Regions from separate parts of the Danio rerio genome. Here region 1 is linked to region 2. A link is a contact called in public HiChIP or PLAC-seq data. All regions are on one chromosome and are shown on one strand. The core of a region is the stretch at or near the end of the contact, and the rest is flanking DNA. Distances in the headings are between cores, read along the strand shown.

Region 1 (3,134 bases), core at 538-3,037, 200 kb before region 2:
AAACATGACTCCATTGTTTCTGTAAAATAATATAAGTCAAACAGAATTTAATTAGAATTTTTATATATGTAAATGAGATATGATAATATATTTGTCTGTAAAAATGCTATTAAAAAGAATACAATAATTGTTAACTTAAGGTAAATAACGTAAATTAGCTATGTTTAAAAGTATTAAAAATATAAATATGGCGTACGTTTTGTGTTTTGAGATACATTTTTACCAAAATAAAAATAAAAAAATTACTCCATTGTGTAACTCAATAAAATCTTTGCTACAATCCCTTTGCTATTTTTGTATATTGTTGGGATATGTAATCAATTCTATGCGTGTTCATTAAAAAAGGTCAAGAGAGATTTTTCTTCAATATCTAAAAAAATATTAGTAATTAATTGGATACATATAAATAATTTGGTTCACAGAATTCTTTTATCCTCAATGCAGTGCAAAATTTACATTCAGGAGATGCAACCAATTTTATTTCCTGACTGATATTAACAGGTGGAGTTTAGTGGAATTTGTCACTTGTCAATCATTCTCCAGTCCTCCATTGGCCGCACCCATACATACGTCCTCTTTTTCTATGAATTCTCTGCACAACATGAAAAGCCTAAGTTTCAAGACATTTCTGCGGACAGGAAGTTTAGCTGCAGTGCTCAAGTTAATCAGGCCTTTCCATTTCGTTCAGCTTCATCTACTTCTGCAAAAATGCTTCATTAGTATACAAAGCATATCACACTCAACAGGGAGTTCAGTTGATATATCACCTTAAAAGTAATACAAATATAATTGTTTAATAAAATTAAAAAGAGACAGAAATATGTTTAAAATATATATTCCCTTTCCCCAAAAACATATAAGCTATATATAATTTTGGAACACTAAAACCTTAAAGCTATATAGACACAATGTAATTTTTAGGAAGTTAAAAATGGAATGTCAACTGTTACTTGAAAATATGCAGAAATCAATTTATAAACAAAATATTGCCACAAAACTATAGAAAGTGATCCAGTAACATCCTACTATTTTTCTTTTGGTTGAAAGGAGGCTAATGATGGTGCAAAACCAGAGAGTATTACTCCACATTTCACACGTCCATCTACCAAACACAAGCAGCTGTTATGAATCATGTCTAAGTATATGCTAACAATTTTATTGTATATTATGTCAGATTAAAGGGATCATCATTCAGCTTAGCTGTGAGGCGTCAGTGCTAACCAATGAGCCACCATGTCTGCCATTAAAGGGATAGTTCACAAAAATGAATTTACTCACTATTTACTGACCTTCACGTGGTTATAAACCTTTGAGTTTCTTTCTTCTGTTGAACAAAAAAGAGAATATTTTGAAGAAAGTTGAAAACCATTGACCAGATATCAATGGATACAGGTTTCCACCTTTCTTCAAAATATCTTCTTTTGTATTTAACAAACAAAAATAAACTAAAACATGCTTGGAATAAGTGAAGGGAGGGTAAATTATGACAGAATTAAATTTTTGTGATGAACTGTCTCTTTAAGGGGGTGACACACCTTACCTTGCTTTCTCCTATGTTGTGTAAAAAAAGAAAAATATTTTATTAATCTTCTTTGAAAATCAACGTCTATTTATGAAAACATTTTGCATTTATAAGTTTATCTAGTTTCTTTTTATGAGTTATAAACAGCCTATCAACACTTAAAATACTGGTTACAACCACATAGTTCGGCTTTAATAAATAGTCCCCCACTCTTATTATGCATCAAAAAAAATTCCGGAAGTTGATCAAATCGTTACCGACTTCGTCACAAAACAAAAGTGTCATGGCGGAGTTTAATGAAAACGCTCGCGACAAGGAAAAATCGCCAGGAGAGAGCGAAAATATGAAAACGTCGATTCGTGAGCCCTCGTCCCAGGGCAAACAAGTGAACTCGACCGCTGTCAACACTACCGAGTACTGCGAGAAACTGCAGGAGTGGATGTGGCAGTACTACTGCAGCTATATGAACTGGCAGAGCTGGATAGCCATGTCTGCGCTTTCCTTCCCACCGTGTTTCCCCGCACAAGGAGCGACTGAATCGCACGGGACGACGGCATGGGGAACAGATATGTCAAATGGAGACCTTCGTAACTGGCTTAACAACCCGTTTGGGTTTCCTGCTGCAGCGGTAAATGTAGCAGTTCCAGCAAACGGACAGAGTTCTGCAGCTCCAGCCACTGCACCTGCGCAGATACTACAACAACAACAAGCTAATGGAAACGCTCAACAGCCAGGTGATACTGTCCAGTCAACTGTTCATCATCTTTATTTGCAATTAAAAGTGACAGCTACAGTTCTCTGTTTTGACTATTGCCTAAAAACTGACAGCTCAGCTGTCAGACGAGTATGAACGAATCTTTCTGCACAGTGTATTTAAGTGGTGCATATTTTAGATTGTACTTAGTCATGCACATATATAGAACTATTACTTTATAAAAAGGAAAATTTAAGTAAGCATTTCATTGACATTCACATTTTTATTAGCACAATTACATGTGACACACTGAAGACTATCAGCATCATTACTATACTAGAGTACTGATGCTGAAAATTCAGCTTTTTTTAGCACAATATTAAGTTGCCGCATTTAATAATATATTAAAATAGAAACGGTTAAACAATTTCACATTATTATTTTATTGTATGACCATTAGTAATAATTATATTACTAAACAATTATACATACAGGCAGCATGGTGGCTCAGTGGTTAGCACTTTCACCTCACAGCAAGAAGGTCGCTTGTTTAAGTCCCGGCTGGGTTTTACAAAGAAATGCGCTGTAAGTGAATTAGATGAACTAAATTGGCCGTAGTGTATGAGTGTGTATAGGTGTTTCCCAGTACTGGGTTGTGGCTGGATGGGCATCCGCTGTGTAAAACATATGCTGGAATAGTTGGCAGCTCATTCTGCTGTGGTGACCCCTGATAAATAAGGGACTAAGCCAAAGAAGAATAAACAAATGAATAATGAATGAATCAATTATACATACAATATATAAACTGTATTGTTATCGCTTCATTGTGTAAACATTGGAGCTGCATTATGTATCATTTGAGCATCTATATAACAATCTGTGTGTCTGCAATATATATGCAATGTCGAGTTGGGATTA
Region 2 (3,104 bases), core at 3-2,502:
AAAAAATATCTCCCATAATTGTAATCATAAAAAAATATCAAAACACTCGCTAGGGTTGGTTTTCAATGAATGTTGGTCAATTATGGTCTAATTAACCCAAGGGATGGTTTTGTCAATATTTTACCCACAGAATATATTTTTAGAATTTGTAAGAATTATTCAAAAATAAATTTCACAATACTGAAAAATGTGTCTTTTCATAGTTTTTGTACTGTATAAATGTTTTCATATCAATTATATAATGACTTTTTTTTTGTTGCATCTTTATTATGGGGTTATTACTTATCTGTTACTATATAGTATCACTGACTATATTGCTAGGTAAAACTGTATAATCTGGATTACATAGTTTACATAGTCAAGTTCCAAAAGTGCAGTGTTTGTAATTAGAAATTACATTTTTAAAATGCTCATAATCAGATTATAAGTACATCTTATGCATGGCATGATCACAGCTGATTCATAAAATAAGTTTGTTTTTGTACATTATTGATTGATTCACTCTCTGAAAAAAATATTATTGCTGTGTGTTCAAACTACTTATTTAAAATGTGCTGAGATGTCTTGAGTTTTTTGGTGACATTTTAATTGTTTTATGTTCAATCCACTTAAATGTGTATTCATTCATTCATATATGTTTAGGCTTAGTCCCTTTATTAATCTGGGGTCTCCACAGCGGAATAAACCACCAATTTATCCAGCATACGTTTTGCAGCGGATGCCCTTACAGCCGCAACCCAGCACTGAGAAACACCCATACACTTAAACGTGTAAAACACTTTAATTAATTTAAGCAATTTATTTTGGGGCAACTAGAAGGAATTGTCTGGAGCCCAACAATTTTCCACAGTGCTCTAATCATATTATTATCATATCAGTGCGGTCTCTAAAATATTGCACTGCATCTTTTTGTTTAGCTTCATTGTTTAAAAAATGGCAGTGTTAATGATTGTGATCAGCATTTGCAATCTGTGATTCAGAATTTGAAAACAAATGTTAAAATATAAGCAAGTTGTGTTAAAAGTCACTAGTTGCGTAACCTAAAAAAGAACTCTGTATTATTGTATCATTACAATTTTCATCATATAATTTGTAATCATTAACAGACTGCAGTTTATAAATAATCTCAGCTGTCACTATGTAACATCTATAGTATTCATATAAAATTTTCAAAGTGATTTCTATAAATATTTGAGTATGAGGGTAGTTTTATATATTTAATAGTTATGTGTAGCTAATAGATTTTGTGTTGGTACAGCATGAATTGTGTGGAATATTGCATTTTTATAGTGTAGCTCATGATAAAAATGTAGGCTATTATGACATATTATGTCATTTTTCCTGCGGAGAAATGAGGACAAGTGTCCATGTATTGAGGGGGGGGAAATATGATGCAATAAAAATTCTTTTTGTCCTTGACCATTTGTTTAGTCAGCACGTTTCACAAACTCAATGTTGCATGTTTATCCAAAATGAAGAAGCCTATTAGCCGCCTAATGTCAGGAAATTATGTCATTGTTTCCGTGTTGTCCTGTAGTTTACAAGAGCTTCGTCCTGCTTTTCCGCGTTTTGAGGGATGCGAGTCCTGCTGAGCTGCACAAACCCGCGCGGTGTCTGTACAGCGGGACTCAGTCCAGCGCTCGCCGCTCACCAGACAACATGAACCGGCCGATCAGAAAGGCTCATTCGCTGCGCTGCTGCTCGATGCTCGAGGTCAAGAGTAAAGTAAGTTTCTTTATTCTCATTACTGATAGCTGCAGCGTCCGTTTCTGTTAAACTTAGGGTATTTTAGTTTAAATTATAACTCGCTCTTCATCCTTACTTTTCAGATATGTGTATATATTGTCCCAATGCTTATTTGGGTTTCTTCAGCACCCATCAGACTGAAGGGAAATCCCTTTAAAAGACCTAAACAATCAAAAACGCAAACACAATATCCAGAAGCAGCACACTTCTGAAATATGTCCATTGTTTCAGCTGATTGAAAACTGTCCAGGTCTATTTCTGAAGCTCACAGTAAAAAAACTTTCAGGTCATGAATTTTCATTTTGAAAAAATAAATAAATAAATAAAATTGCCTTATAAAATATTAAAAAAAAACATTGAAAATGATCATAGTAAACTATAAACCCAAGCAAATAACTAATTGCCGATTTATTACAAAATGACTAATTTCAAAAATCTTAATATAATTTAATTTAACATGCAAATGATTAAATCTAAATAAATAAAAAAGTAATTAAAACTATATACACACTGTATTTTTTAAAGAAAAAAGTCGAGAAATACTTTTATACAATTATATAAAGTTGTTGTATATAAATGTGTAATAGAAATTGTATAATATAATATAAATTGTTGTATATAAAGTCAAATTTATTAGCCCTCCTGTGAAGTTTGTATTCTTTTTCAAATATTTCCCATGTGATGTTTAACATATATGAACATACTTACAGTATTTTCTATAATATATTTGTTTCTTTTAGAAAAAGTCTTATTTATTTTAACTTGTCTGGAATAAAAGCAGTTTTATATTTATATATTTTATAACCATTTTAAGTTCATTATTATTAGCCCCCTTAAGAAGTATTACTTTGAAGAATGGCAACAAAACACACAACTAATGACAAATAACTTGCATAGTTAACAACAACCTAGTTACGATCTTTAAATTGCACTAGGCTGAATACTAGTTTCTTGAAAAATAACTACAGTAAAATATTGTGAATGGTCATCATGACAAAAACAAACATTAGAAATTAGTCCTTAAAACTAATATGCATAAAATGTGTTAAAAAAAGATATTCTCTCTGGGAAAAAAAAGAAAATTTAAAAAGGATGTCTAATAATTTTGACTTCAACTAACTAATTGTTAAATTGTTAAATATTTATTAAAATAAATAACTGCTTTCTTATTGTATGTTGTTTCAAATGAAATTATTACTCCAGTCATTATTGTTTTTATTACAATTACCATTAATAATAATTAATATTACAGTGATTTCTGAAGGATCACGTAACTCTGAAGACAGGACTAATGAAGCTGGAAATTCATCTTTAAAATTACTGGAATAAATGATGAAATTACATTATAAACTACTTTT

The links. HiChIP or PLAC-seq counts read pairs in DNA pulled down with a chosen protein or histone mark.
Region 1: a contact with region 2 is called in an H3K4me3 HiChIP or PLAC-seq map of embryo, with 2.2 times the contacts expected there. The contact joins the promoter of fam8a1b here to the promoter of pard6ga in region 2. A contact is called at or near these places in 1 of 18 Hi-C or Micro-C datasets (caudal fin) and 1 of 4 datasets of contacts at active chromatin or transcription factors (embryo).

Annotation. Positions count from the first base shown.
Region 1 is chr16:26,892,288-26,895,421 of GRCz12tu, reverse strand. fam8a1b (family with sequence similarity 8 member A1b) reads left to right here and starts at 1,787. Exons shown (of 5, transcript NM_001017551.2): 1 at 1,787-2,256. The coding sequence starts at 1,806. zgc:110410 reads left to right here. Exons shown (of 10, transcript NM_001328372.2): 10 at 1-280.
Region 2 is chr16:26,687,348-26,690,451 of GRCz12tu, reverse strand. pard6ga (par-6 family cell polarity regulator gamma a) reads left to right here and starts at 1,252. Exons shown (of 3, transcript NM_001130659.2): 1 at 1,252-1,725. The coding sequence starts at 1,660. It overlaps zgc:136493, which reads left to right. Exons shown (of 6, transcript NM_001045249.2): 6 at 1-188.